Linked DNA regions of Anser cygnoides: region 1 is linked to region 2. Evidence: chromatin contacts called from public Hi-C data. All regions are on one chromosome and are shown on one strand. Each heading gives the region's core, a stretch centred on a gene start, on an enhancer-like site or on the middle of the called end of the contact. The rest is flanking DNA. Distances are from core to core; before and after follow the strand shown.

Region 1 (6,286 bases), core at 3,031-5,530, 310 kb before region 2:
GTCCTTCATTTTTCTCCTTCATCTATAAGACTTTTTCTTTCTGTAAAGAAAACATGTACTCTTATTAAAATTCTTTCTAGATAGCTTGTATTTCTTACGTTTCTGCATGCTGTGATGATTTTATTACATATATTTATATCTTAAAAACAACATATTCATTTTTATTTTAACTGGAGTTTTCAACATGTAGGTGGCTATTACAACAGGATTAAAGCTGTTGAAAAATGACTTTTTTTTTTTCCCTAATACATATGCTTTTTTCTGTTTGATCTAGATTTAAAGAAAATATGTTTGCTAACACAAGAAGTCTAGCATAAACAAGGTATGTTCCTTTTAAGAGAGCCCTAAATTTACCCTAGAGCCTAGTGTAAATCAAGCATCATAGACTATGTTAGACATACATTATTTTATCGCAAGTAAGCTTCATAAATGTGATCGTTGTCACTTTAACGTGACACCCTTATACTTTGTCTAGAGCATAATTGTGCTAGTAACAAAATTCCTAAGATCCAGACCATAAATGTAAATGAAATGTGCACAAAGTTACAAAGCCAGCCATGTTAAAATGGCATCTCAGCGAGGTATCTTTCCTTCCCTGCTAGAGCGTTTATTGTTTGGTTAGTCCTCATTATCATTCCCAATGATAATTCTTGTTTAATTTATGTCAGAAGGTTTCTAACAAGTAAAATTTTAAGATAAACTGAGATAAAAAAATAGACAAAGCAGTTTATGGAATAAAATAGAGTCTAAATACATTCAGATTTAGTTAGAATCCAAAGAATGGAAAAACAATTGGGGGAAAAAAATGCTTAGGACTGTATTCATTTCTACAGCAATCCCAAATGCAGGATTATTTTCCATGGTACATATCTGGCCCACATATAAAATGTTCAAAAGAATAAACATTTTATAAGAGGATACAACTTGTAGAAAAAAATAATGCCACGTCCCTAAATAAAAACAAAATATACAAAGGGAAAGCAGTTTATAAGTATTTCTAATTGAGATTGTTGCTAATTGATCTGTCTCAATTCCTAGATCACAGCTCTAAGATGTAACTCTTGAGGAATATAAGTCATGCAAAAACGATCTAAGGTCTCTGACAGATGGAGTCTAATGTTACAAGATTTCGGTGTTATTTCCCCAATTGTTTGCTTGAGATTATTAAGCCTGTATTAGTCTGGTGGACAATCGTGTGTTTTTCCTTCAGATAAACTAGGTCAAAGACTGACATATTAGTTAGTAGAGTTAATGTACGGGACTAAATTGAAGCGGTTTACATATCTACACTCATTCGGTGACTTCAGTAGAAAAAAAGTAAACAGAGAGGGGAAATACTATCTCAAACCACTGCAACTAAGTCTTCCACAAACTGCTAGTGTTCTGGAGTAGAAAACACTTGAAATGGCACAATCTGAAGCGGAAAGGGTTAGTTTAGGTACACAGAGTATTATTAACAATTTCTGAATTAAAGCGAATACAGTAGCATAATCAGACTACTAATTCTGGTATCAATAATCAGGTTATTTGTTAAACGTATTTTCTAACTAATGACATAAATAGTATTCATGTAGCCTGTGCTGCACACGAGCACAGGAACTGCCAACCTGTTATCAGAATGTACATGAATATATTATCCTGTCTTTGTTCAGTGAAGCTCAGCAATTTAAACGAAGCGCAGAGGTGAAAACAATTGTTTCTAAATGAAGAAGGTAACAGAAGCTGCAGTTGCTTGCACAATAGTCAAGCATCTACAGTAACACCTATGTTTGAATATACTGTATTTCTAAAACCCAGAAAAAAAGAACAGAATGGTAAATGATCTTTAGTCCTGAAAATCACTTGAACATTTTAGTATAGAGCACGCAGGCCTTCTGATCAAAATTGCAGTTGTGCCCTTTTCAACATAGGAAACTTAAATATATTTAGACCAACTACATTTACAAAACTACCATCACAATACAATCATTTAATTAATAATAAGTCAATTTGTTTCTGCAATCTAAGAGGCTTATGAAAAACATACTTCGTTCACTGAATGGATTCTGTTAACATTACTATTCTGGAGAGTAGAACTCAAGATCAATTTCATAGTCACATTCATAATCTCTGTGTAACAGTAAAAACAAACAAACAAACAAAAGCAAACCTTTGGACAATTTCACCAATAATATTTCTTTACACAAAGAATCTTTTCACAATCTAAAACCATGTAAGAGCCAATCAAAAATAAATAATTAAACAAACAATTAAAAGAAGAGGATGAAGAAAAGACTGAAATTTCAGCCATGAAAGTATATGAAAGTTAAAGGCCTTTGTCACATTTTTTGAACCAGGTACAATCTACTGTTCCTATGGCTTACAAAAAAAACAGTACATTTGCAAACACTGATGGAAAAAAAAAAAAAAGGCATGTCAATCATCTGCACAGATAACCAACGCTAGGTCTGCTACATAATGTGAAACTACATATAATGATGAAACTACATCAGCCAAAATAGATAGAAGTGTATTAAATGCCACGTTTTCTCTTAAGGAATTGTGTGATCCAAGATGTGAAGCAATATTCTTCTGGGTACCAACCAACCTCAAAACACTTTACCAGCAGAAAATTGTTTGCCTGAAATCAAAAGTACAATTTTTCATCTAAGACCTCAGACTTGTTTGTGGACAATTTTCACAAGCAACTGTGACTCTGTAAAATAAGCAACTCCTTCATTTATTGGTTTGCCTTTTATGCTAGTGTAGCTAGCACAATATTATAAAATGATTACATTCTATACAGTTGATTACACACGGGGAAGGACGATCATGAACTGAAACTATAGAATTCAAATGGGATCTCCCTATGGCTGTGCAACCAAATCAGACTACAAGACTATCAGCCTCCATGACTGATACTTAAGCGGTAAACGAATAACATCAGACTAATGAAGGTATTCTTCAAATTGTGAGGCAAGTCCAGTATAAACTAACAAGAATCTTTGCAACTGACAAGTATTTTAAGACACACATTGCCAGCGCTGTTGTCTGTCTCACACTATTCAAGGGCAAGAGAACAAGGAACATAAGTGACACATACATGAATAATTTTATTTGAAATAAAAAGTTAAACTGTGCATTACACTTGGGGAGAAGAGATGAGGATGAGAAATCAATGGTTTTAGTTGTACCACAAAGATGATCTGGAGGTTGCTAAGATTTCCATGCAACGTTACGTTGTAGGAAGTCACCATCTTCTGACAGATTTAATACTTCAAAAACGTATTTCAACTGAGGTACAGTATAGTAGAAAGAACATTTCTAAACCTATTGTAAATATATCTACATATTTAAAAAATCTTTTTAGAGAAGTTAAACAGGTTTTGACGCTGTTGCATAAGTCAAAATAAAGGTGCTAACTTGAAACTCCAAGATCGTATTCTCCAATTTTTCTTTGTAGGAAATGTGGGTTAACGACACAGACACATGAATCTGCAGCTAATACTGAACTTCTAGTGATTTATAACCCTTTCAGTCTAGTGCTTCATATGGGGGCACCCACCTAAGGGCCTTTCAGTGAAACCACATCAGTTGGTGTACTCATCTGTAATGCACAAATTTAATTTTTTTTTTTAATGGGGGTAAGTGCCAAAAGCTGGGTTAGGTCATTGTTCTGAAATAGTTACTGGAACCGTGAGAGGATAGGCATAAACAAGACTGAAGAAGGTACATTTTTATGCCTTCGTTTTCCTCATGTCATTTTCCAGATAAGGAAAAAAATGCTTATGTATGTGCTTAACTCTTTACTCTGCTTTATTCTACATCAAATTGAAGAAAAACCCTTCTTTTCACCTCTTTTAGCTTGTGGTGACAAAACCCACTAAAAGATACAGGCGATGCCTCTGCTGACGAAGCTACAGAGAGGTTTGTCGAACCTCCCGGATTTGTTCTGGGACTCAATCCGAAATAATTTACGCTAACCGACGCCCGCTTCCAAAGGGTGCGAGCTGAGCAGCCTCTGCACAGCCATCTTTCCGCAGCACCCTCAAGACAAAAGCGACGCCAGGAGACAAAAAATCCTCCCCCGGCGGGCTCGGGGCCCCTCACGGCTTCCCCGAGACTCGCGCGGAGGTACGCCCGTGGCACGCCGCCCCCCTTTTTTTTCTTTTCACTGCCGTTAAGCTCCGCGAGGTGCCTCCCCCAGGGGCAGCGCTTCGACGCCCCCCCCTCACCCCACAGCCCTCACGGGCGCCTCTCTCCCGAGGCGGGGGAAGGGAGGAGGAGGGGAAGGGCGGGGGCAGGCTGGCGGCCGTCATTACGTGACGGGAAGAGGCGGTGCTCGGGCCAGTAACGGCTGCGCGGCGGCGTCTCCACCCCCTCAGCGGGCGGCGGTGAGTGCGCCAGGCCGGCTGCCGGCGTGGGACCGAGGAGAGGGCGGGCAGGCGCTCGGGCGGACGCTGGCACGGTTATATCTTTTCTTATCTCGCCTCTCCTCCCCTATCCCCACCTTCCCTCCGCGGCTGATCCTCGCTCTCTTCTTTCCCTCCCTCACGCCCGTTACGGCGGGGACGGGCCCGCTCCGCCGCGCGCGGCCCGGGGCTGGCGGCACGGCGGGGGGGGGGAGGGGAGGGGCGGCGGGAAAGAAAGGGGCGAAGGCCGCGGCGCGCGCTGCTGCCAGCTCTGCGCCCCCCGCGCCATCCCCCTCCGCCCTGGTGGCGCAGAGCCCCGAGCCCGCCTTCCCGCCACGTGACCCCCCCCTTCCCTCGGCTCCATATTGGCGCTGGCGGAGGCGGGTGCGCGCACAGAACGGAGGTAACTGCCGAGCCGCAGCCCGCGCAGCAGCAGCAGCAGCAGCGGTAGCGGTGCGCTGAGGCTGCAGCACCGCGCCTGGGCGGGAGGACGGCGGGCGGGAGGGGTGGGGGTGCTGCGCGCGCCGCGCTGCAGAGCGGGCTCGCGTAATGGCGGCCGCGCCGTGCTCCTCGCCGCCTCCCTGCGGCGTGGCGCGGGCGGGAAGGGGGGGGGGGGGGGGGGAGGCCGCGCTTCCGCTGCGAGGCCCCGCGGGCGCCGAGGCTGCGGCCGCCATTTCGTGCGGTGCTGGGGGGGGGGGGGGGGCGCTCGGTGCCGTGCCCCGGTACACGCAGCGGCGCTTGCCGTCAGCACGCGTAGGGCCCCTCTGATGGCCGGGAGCAGGGCAGGGCAGCCCTGCCGAGTTTCCCGTTTCCCTGTTTCCACGCCCCCAGCCGCACATGCGGAGGAGCCTCGGCGTTCTTTCTGTAGCACCCCGCCATGGCCCCGCTGGGAAGCACAAAGGAGCGGCCCTGCACGCAGGCCTTGCTTCAAAACTTCCCCAACGTGAACCAAGTCAAAATCAAACCCAGGCTGGGGCAATCATCCATGCCCTACCCAGAGAGAAATACTGCAATCACAGCCCCCTCTTGCTTCTTCTCCCTTTCCTCTCAAAACCTTTTTTTTTTTAAGCATTTCAAAGTAACTTGAAATGCTCAAAGCATGGTGAGTAAAAATGGTGCAGTGTTTTTTCTGGGCTTCGTGACATTGCAAGCTCAGACCTTGTAGAATTGAGAACAGAGACGTGACAGCTCACACTGCTTTCTGTTCCATTAAAAGCTGAGAAGAAACTGGATCCCTGAGCAGAACAGCTAAAAATAGCTCTGTTTTCCACGTAAGCAATTGTCTTAGTTGCTTCAGGATTGTTGAACACTGACAAAATTGAGGGAGGATGAATTCAAAGCATTTGAACGTGCTTCAGTAAAGTTTGGTAACCCATCACATCAGTTACTAAGCTAATATATATTGTTTTTTCTTCCCAGGAAATGTTCCTGTTGGTGTTGGGAATAAACTGCAAATGCACTTAGGGCTGAAAGCCTATTCTTTTGGTGCTTTAAATCTTATGTTTGGCAAGATACACTATATGCACATTAGGTCCAACTTCGTCTTTTTACAGAAAAGATCGATACATCTCCATAGTATTCTCTGAATGGACAAGTACATTTCCATCTAGGGAATGTCAGTTTCCTCTCAACCATCACCTCTTGTCTCTCTAAGAGAGAGAAGCATTATAAGTTTCTTGTAGTAATTAGGTAGTTCCTGGGAACCATTATAGCAACAAATTTGTTCTGATTACTTTCATTTAATTTCTGTCATTTTAAGTTGCAGTATACAACTGCTTCGATGCTAGTTAAACTCAATTGATAAGAACATTTTGAATATTTTAAATCAAAGCGAAAAACAACATGTTGTTGATATAAATTATAAAAATGCTAGTATTTACAGTTGTTTAAGCTTC
Region 2 (7,160 bases), core at 1,476-3,975:
AATTAATGTAGAAGGACTTTTCAAAAATGTCCTGTAATCTGACATCAAAATAACCAAGTACAAGCATTTGCTTTTCTAGTATGGGAAAATGAAAAGTTGTAATTACTTCCCCTTTACTTAGGAATACATTTTGTTAGGATTTATTAAAACCATGCAATTATTTTATAACAACGTGAATATAAGCATGTCTTCAGTTAAACAATAAAAAGAATACTCTTGAGAACCAAATACAGCAATATGCTGAAATTGTTATTTAGACAGGAAATCATTGTAATGAAAAATGCAGAACTTGTTGAAGACTGTTTTCACAAATATTTTGTTTTAAATATGCTCCCTTACAGGTCCTATAAATAACATCTGTAGACAGTATGAATTCAAAATCAGAGGGCTGGACAGGAAAGCTGATAAATTAAAAGAACAACAACAAAAAAAAAAAAGCAAAACCGAATATAAACAGTAACAAACAATGACAAACAACAGTTTTAACGTGTTATTTTACAAGAACTAGGTCTTTACCAGAAGGGACGCTTTTGTGCATAAGTATAAAATGTGTTGTAACACCTTTTCCAAACAAATCCAGATAGAAGGAATTAAAAGGATGGCTTCAATGTATAAAGGCCTGAAAAATGAAGTCTGGTCATTGTAGATATACAACTTCAGTAATGGGGCACTTGAGAATGCAATCAATAAAACTGCTAAACAATGCAATCAGAGGCAAGCTATCTGTAGTCTAATAAAGCAAGAATGGAACAATGTTTGCTGTATCCAAGACAACTTCGTATTGTATTGATGATGACATGCCAATTGGGAAATGTTCAAACACAGTATTCAAAGACATATAATCAACCTGATCAAACAACAGTAATGACAGAAATTCACTGCAGTATAGATACAGTGATCAGCCAATTAAAAATCACTCAACAGATGCATGTTAGACAATGTTAACTAAACCAACAATGCGTAATAAATCACTAATATAAAGTGATTAATTTTATATAAAAGGGAGCTGTGGATTCTTTGTATTTGCCCAAGAAGATATTCGTGCTTCACACTGTGTTTGACTTACAGAACAATGTTAGGTTTACTTTTTACCATTCAGTTCTAACTTTTTAAAAATTTAATAGTCTAGAGAATATATTCAAAAAGAGTCTTCATCAACCACTACAGGGTTTTGATATTTATTCTAGTAAAAGTTAGTCTTTAAAAAAAATCTCTTCTGAGGTGAATGTTTCTTTCTGAAAAAAGTACTGGACAGAAGCTCAGAGAACCTGAGCTTTATACGCAGCATTGGTCTGGTGGCAGAGAAACTACTACTCGTATTTACTATATTTACTACTCGTTTCCATCTCTGCCAAAGCAATCTGTACCTTCTTTAGAAATCTACTTGAGATCTAAACAAGCTATCTGAGATCTAGATAAAGCACAGAACTATTTAAGAACCAGCACAGTCTCTATCACAGGAGACCCTTCCCTTCCTCATTCTTCTAGAATGGTTACTGATAACCACACTGTGCACTAGAATTGCAAAAGTGCAGACAAATGCTGTTTTCCTTATCCATTCATAAAACAACAGCTAAAATTTACTTGACAGAACCGCTGGTGGTGAACAGGCACCAATTATCTAGAAAAAATGAAGTGTTTTTTTTTTTTTTTTTCTCCCGCATGCAGTCTGCACGGTTGACTAGCAGATAAAGCAGTGCTTCAGCACACAGTGAGAACCAGCCAGGAACTGGCATAGCTGAGAAAACAACACAGAATCCCACAGCCTGTTTGCAGAAGTTTTTCACATAACCAGGAAAAAAAAAAAAGGAAATCCTGTTTTTTGTGCTAACAGGAAAGCAGCACGATTTTGAAAATGCCAAGGTGCCAGCTACGACAGCCACAGCCGCTCTGCCCTAACATACGTGTATCTTGGAAGACTCTTGTCTGAGTTCTTAATCTAAGACCCTAATTTGAAGATAGAACATACTACTTAAGACACTTAAGAAATCACGATATGAAAGGGACAAATGCTGTGTTTTTCTTCACAAAAAGGCAAATTGCATCAGCCACATCAGCCAGGGTCAGCAGTTACACTGGATCCAAACTCCACGTCCAAACTCCACGTCACGCGAAGCGAGGCCGCGCCGGGCAGGGCAGAAGCCTTGACGGGACAACAGCACAGCACAGGACCAGCCACAGCCAGCCACAGGATCGTGCTTCCCTACTTAAATTACTATGTAGGTACCATCGTTTTTTAAGATAATAAATTCAATGTATAATTAGAAAGTGAAGTGCCCAGTGTGCGATTACAGCCCATGGACCATACTTCTTCTAGTGCCTTATCAAGAATGAAGAAGAAAATGTTTTCGTTGATTTGTCTCCAAACAGATTTTTAAGTGGTAATATCTTTCAGCTTGAAACTTCAGAAAACAATAGGTAAACCGAAGAGTTCTGCTCAGGCCGCGTCCCTTCAGAGACCCCCTCTTACTCTGTCGCCTTTCAGCTGGCCAGTGCTAACCGGGCCTCCGCGCCGAGGCCTCCCCCAGGGCTCGGCGCCCTGACGGCGGGGCTGGTGCCGCCGGCTCGGTGCCGCCGCCGGGGAGCGCCCAGCGCCCAACGGTCCCGCCGCAGGCCGCCCCTGGCCGCCGCCTCTCCCAATTGTTCTGGCGGGAGCGGGCGGCAGCGGGCGTCGTGCCATGTCGCAACTGTCGCAACAGTCCCAGCGGCAGGGCACCGCGGGGCGTGTTCAATGGCCGGTACCGAGCTGGAGGTGCCCCCGAGCTCCGCCGCAGACAGGAGCAGGCTGGGGGCGGGCGGCAGCCGGAGGCCCCGCGTGCAGCAAGGCACAGGCTTGGGAGCCCCCAGCAAATGGCGTCCTCGGGTCACGGCCGCGACACGCTGGATGCCCTGGTGGTCTGCTGGAGAGCTGCTTGCGTTCGGACCCAGCTGTTAGAGATGTGGTGAACTCTCCAAGCAGCTTTGTAGGAAACGACCTGGTGGACGCTTAAACTGACGGTGAGCCAGTGCCCTGGCTGTGTAGAAGAAGGACGGGATCCTGGGCTGTGTTGGGAGAAGTGTGACTGCAGGACGAGGGAGGTGGTCCTGCCTCTGAGCACCTGCAGTGCTGCACCAGGTCAGGGCTCCCCGCGGAACAGGAGACATGGAGCTGCTGCAGGGGGTCCGCGAAGGGCTACAGAGATGGTTATGGGACGGGGGCACCTCTCCTGAGAGCAGCTGGGGCTGATCAGCCTGGAGAAGGCTGCCCCGGGACTTACATATATATATGTCTTAAAGGAAGGTGCCAAGAAGGAGCCAGGCCCTTTTCTATGGTGCCCCGTGACAGGACAAGGGACAAACACCAGAGGCCGAGAGCTGGCAGAGGCTGCCCGGAGAGGCTGTGGAGCCTCCTCCCTCCTTGGAGATGCTCCAAAGCTGACGCGATCGTGGCCAGCCTGCCCTAGGTGGCCCGGCTTGACTGGGGGGCCGACACGGTGCCCCCACAGGTCCCTGCCCAGCTCCACCACGCCGCGGTGCTGTGACGCCGCCCCTGCGGCAGCGCAGGCAGCGCCCCACAGGCCAGCCCCGCCGCCCGGGGCGGTACGGGGCGGTGCGGAGGGGCGAGCTCCGCCCGCCGGCGGCGGGGCCTTGGCCCCGAGTGGGCGCGGGGAGGCGGGCGGAGGACATGTTGTCTCCGCGGCGAAAAGGGCGCTGCGGCCGCTCCCCGCCAGCCCCCGAGAAGAGCCAGCGAGCCCTGGCGGCCCGGGAGTCCAGCGGCGGCCACGCCATGGAGGAGAGCAGCGGTTTTCGGCTGTCGGCCGAGTGCCTGGACGAGCCGCCCAACAGCCGCGTCTTCGTGGTGCTGGGCAAGGACACCGGGGAGGCGCTGATCCGGGAGCGCTTCTCCCCGTTCGGAGACATCCAGAACATCTGGCTCTTGCGGGACAAGCGCACCAACGAGTCCCGCGGCATCGCCTTCATTAAGTTCGCCCGCAGCTCGCAGGCCTGCCGGGCCATGGAGGAGATGCACGGCCGCAGCCTGATCCCTGACACCAAGCCCATCAAGGTACCGCGCCTCCTCTTCCTCTTCTCCTCCCTGCCGGGAACGGGGCTGCAGCAGCCACCGCTTCCCTTGCCCGGCGGCCCCCAGCTTCCCTCCCTTCTCAGCATGGCGGCAGGAGGGCGGCAGGCCTCGGCCGCCGGGCCCGGGCTTGCCGGCTTCGAGGAGCGGTGGCCTCCACGTACAGAGGTGAAGCCGCCCCCTGGGGCCGCCTGGGGCGGGGGCCGGCCGGGAGCAGCGCCCCCAGCGCCCTCTGCCCCCCTCGTGGGGAAGCGGGCAGCGAGCTGCCTGCCTCAGCTTGGCTGCGAGAGCGAAGCGCCGCTGGGAGCTTAAACCAGGGAGCTTTTAATCTTAGGCACGTGTTTTATTGAAACTTTTTTTTTTTTTTAGATCACTTGCTGGTAGGTTTCAATCTCTCGAACTGTTTTCATAGTCCCCAAATAAACATAGAATCAGAGTGGCCTGGGTTGGAAGGGACCTTAAAGACCCCCTGCCATGGGCAGGGATGTTACCTACTAGATCACTTTGCCCAGGGCCTCATCCATCCTGATCTTGAACACCTCCAGGTGAACTGTAGGAATAAAGTTTAATTAATTATTTTTTTTGTTGTTGACTGCATACTAGGGCTGCCTGTTGCAGTGATGCATTTGTTGCTACCTCAGATGCCCCTTGTAACATTGGTCGTGCTGGATTGGGTTTTGATATTCCTGACTGCTTTTCATTATCTCAAGTGAGAATTTCTGGCCAGTGTTCTGCTTGAGAAACCAGTGGGGGTGTACCATACTTATAGGTCTCTTGTTGCAGGTGCGTCTATGATGAGAGATGTTCATGTTCACATTAGGAGGGCTGTGTTATGTGAAAGATAAATACAAAGATTTGTTTTAAAAACAAACATGATATGTGACTAAGCCCTTTTTTTCCATTAATTAATGTCTATGTAATTTTCTTGTTAGGTATTTATTGCACAGTCAAGAGCTTCTGGAAGCCACCGAGATGTTGAAGATGAGGAGCTTACACGTATCTTTGTTATGATACCAAAGTCCTATACAGAGGAAGATCTGAGAGAGAAGTTTAAGGTACTAATTTGCTAATTATTATTTTAAACTAGCTTTTTTTTCTTAATTTATCAGAAGGGCTTTTTCAAATATTTTTAATTAATGCACTTTTTATTTGTTCTAGATGTATGGAGACATTGAATATTGCAGCATTATTAAAAACAAGACTACTGGAGAAAGTAAAGGTTTGGGCTATGTGAGGTATTTAAAACCATCACAAGCTGCCCGAGCAATTGAAGAGTGTGATCGAAGTAAGAATCTTACTGAATTCTTTAAAGTTTCTCACGATGAGTGTGTACCATCATTTGTATACCTTTAAATTTTCAGTTTTGTTTGCAGGCAAATTATTTATGCTGTAAGCACATTTTGAGACAAAAAAATATATTGCAAGTAAAAATAGTATTACTAATGTTCACCTGATTACATCCTTGCATTCCAAACTCTTTTCACTGATATTACTTACAGAGTTTGGTAAATGAGTGCAGTGCTTTTCTTACATGAATTATCATCAGTCTGTAATGTAGCCTTCATACACAGGAGAACGTGATTTTTATGTATCCCTGAGAACTTGTTTTCCAACAAAAACATATCACTGTATTTGACATAAAACTTTATTTGATAATCCTTAGGGATTCTGTTGTGATCACATTTACTTAAGAACAAAATCAGGCTAATTGAAGTTTTTATTTTTTAAACTTAATTCAAAGATTAATCTCTTACAGAAAGTAAGACTTGGCCCCACTTCATGATCAACCGTCATTTACACCCTAGCACCAAATCTTAGCAGCAGCCTTCCAGTCCAACCTCCTGTTCAGTGTTCACTTAATCACAAATTTTAAACACCTTGGCATGTGGGTGTGTTTTTTTTGTTTGCTTGTTTTTGGTTTAAGTAATATACCTGGTATATCATAAGTAGTTCTACACGAATGTTTTATCCCTTTACAAGAATTGTCACAAATATGAGCCTGAGATCGCTTAACTGTTAAATTTTCTTTCTTAGTTAGTAATACCTAAATTACTGATAAGCAGAACCTAGATCAGTACAAAACATGAATGAGCAGTTACAGTTCTGTGGAAATTCAGCTGACTGCATCTACAACATCTCTGGGTCCTGCAAAGTATCTCAGGATGATTGAAACAGGAAGGGACCTCTGGAGGTCTTGTCTTCCCTGCTGCTTAAGCAGGGCAGCCTAGGGCAGGCTGTCTGGAACCATGTCTAGGCAGCTTTGAATATCTCCAAGGATGGAGATGGCACAGCTTTCGGGGGTAACTTGTTCCAATGCTTGGTCACCCCCAGAATAAGTAGGCTTTGTTGCACTTAACATGTGAATATGTTTTACGTGGAGTGTGTTAACTTTCATGTCATTGATTATGTCAGCATTCAAGAGTTATACATTAAAAGATAGTGCTTAAATGGGTTTTCTGAATAATATATTGCTAAATACAGTACTTGGAGAATGCAGATCTGGTTGTAGATATTTTGGGTACATTAAGGTGTTCTTTTATGTGATTGTTTCTTTTAGGCTACCGGGCCATTTTGGCTGAACCTAAAAATAAGTCATCAGAGTCTTTTGAACATGAATACTATAGTAATAACACAAGACAAGAACCAAGAGGAAATGCATTTCCATTTTGTAAGTCACAGCTTTTTATAGTAAAAATGATTTGTAGTCGCAATCACAATGTAAGAGTGCGGTTTGGTAGAAGGGAGGCTAATGGAGGTTTAGTTTGACAACTAATAGATTGAGTTAGAAAATGAGTCAGGCATTTCATTTCAGTATTTTCATGGTTTGCTTTGCTCTAGTTGCCTGATTATTTCAAGACCTGCATTGATGAAATAAACATGTTACCTTTAGTGTTTAATTCACTTAGAATAATTTTAAAAGTTGAATGAAAAATACGTTTGAAATGAAGGCTTGCTAGTGTGATGACTTTGATTTATTTATTTTTATGTTGATTCTTGAGGTGGGCAGCCAGAGTTTTGTAGCTTTGAAAAAAATGAGAGCCGAATTCAGGAGTCAGTCTCCAAACGTCTGTCAGTGGTATCACGGCTTCCTTTCGTCCAA

The links. A called contact is a pair of places that touch in the nucleus more often than the background predicts.
Region 1: a Hi-C map of liver shows a contact between it and region 2, with 1.9 times the contacts expected there. The contact joins the promoter of HNRNPA3 here to the promoter of RBM45 in region 2. A contact is called at or near these places in 2 of 7 Hi-C or Micro-C datasets (granulosa cells and liver).

What each region holds. Positions count from the first base shown.
Region 1 is chr6:18,593,465-18,599,750 of Taihu_goose_T2T_genome, reverse strand. It overlaps HNRNPA3 (heterogeneous nuclear ribonucleoprotein A3), which reads left to right and starts at 4,280. Exons shown (of 15, transcript XR_010832214.1): 1 at 4,280-4,447.
Region 2 is chr6:18,276,127-18,283,286 of Taihu_goose_T2T_genome, reverse strand. RBM45 (RNA binding motif protein 45) reads left to right here and starts at 2,725. Exons shown (of 10, transcript XM_048061583.2): 1 at 2,725-4,045; 2 at 4,993-5,115; 3 at 5,219-5,345; 4 at 6,618-6,728; 5 at 7,060-7,160. The coding sequence starts at 3,665. LOC106030032 (cytochrome c, somatic-like) reads right to left here and starts at 2,610. Exons shown (of 3, transcript XM_013171595.3): 1 at 2,471-2,610.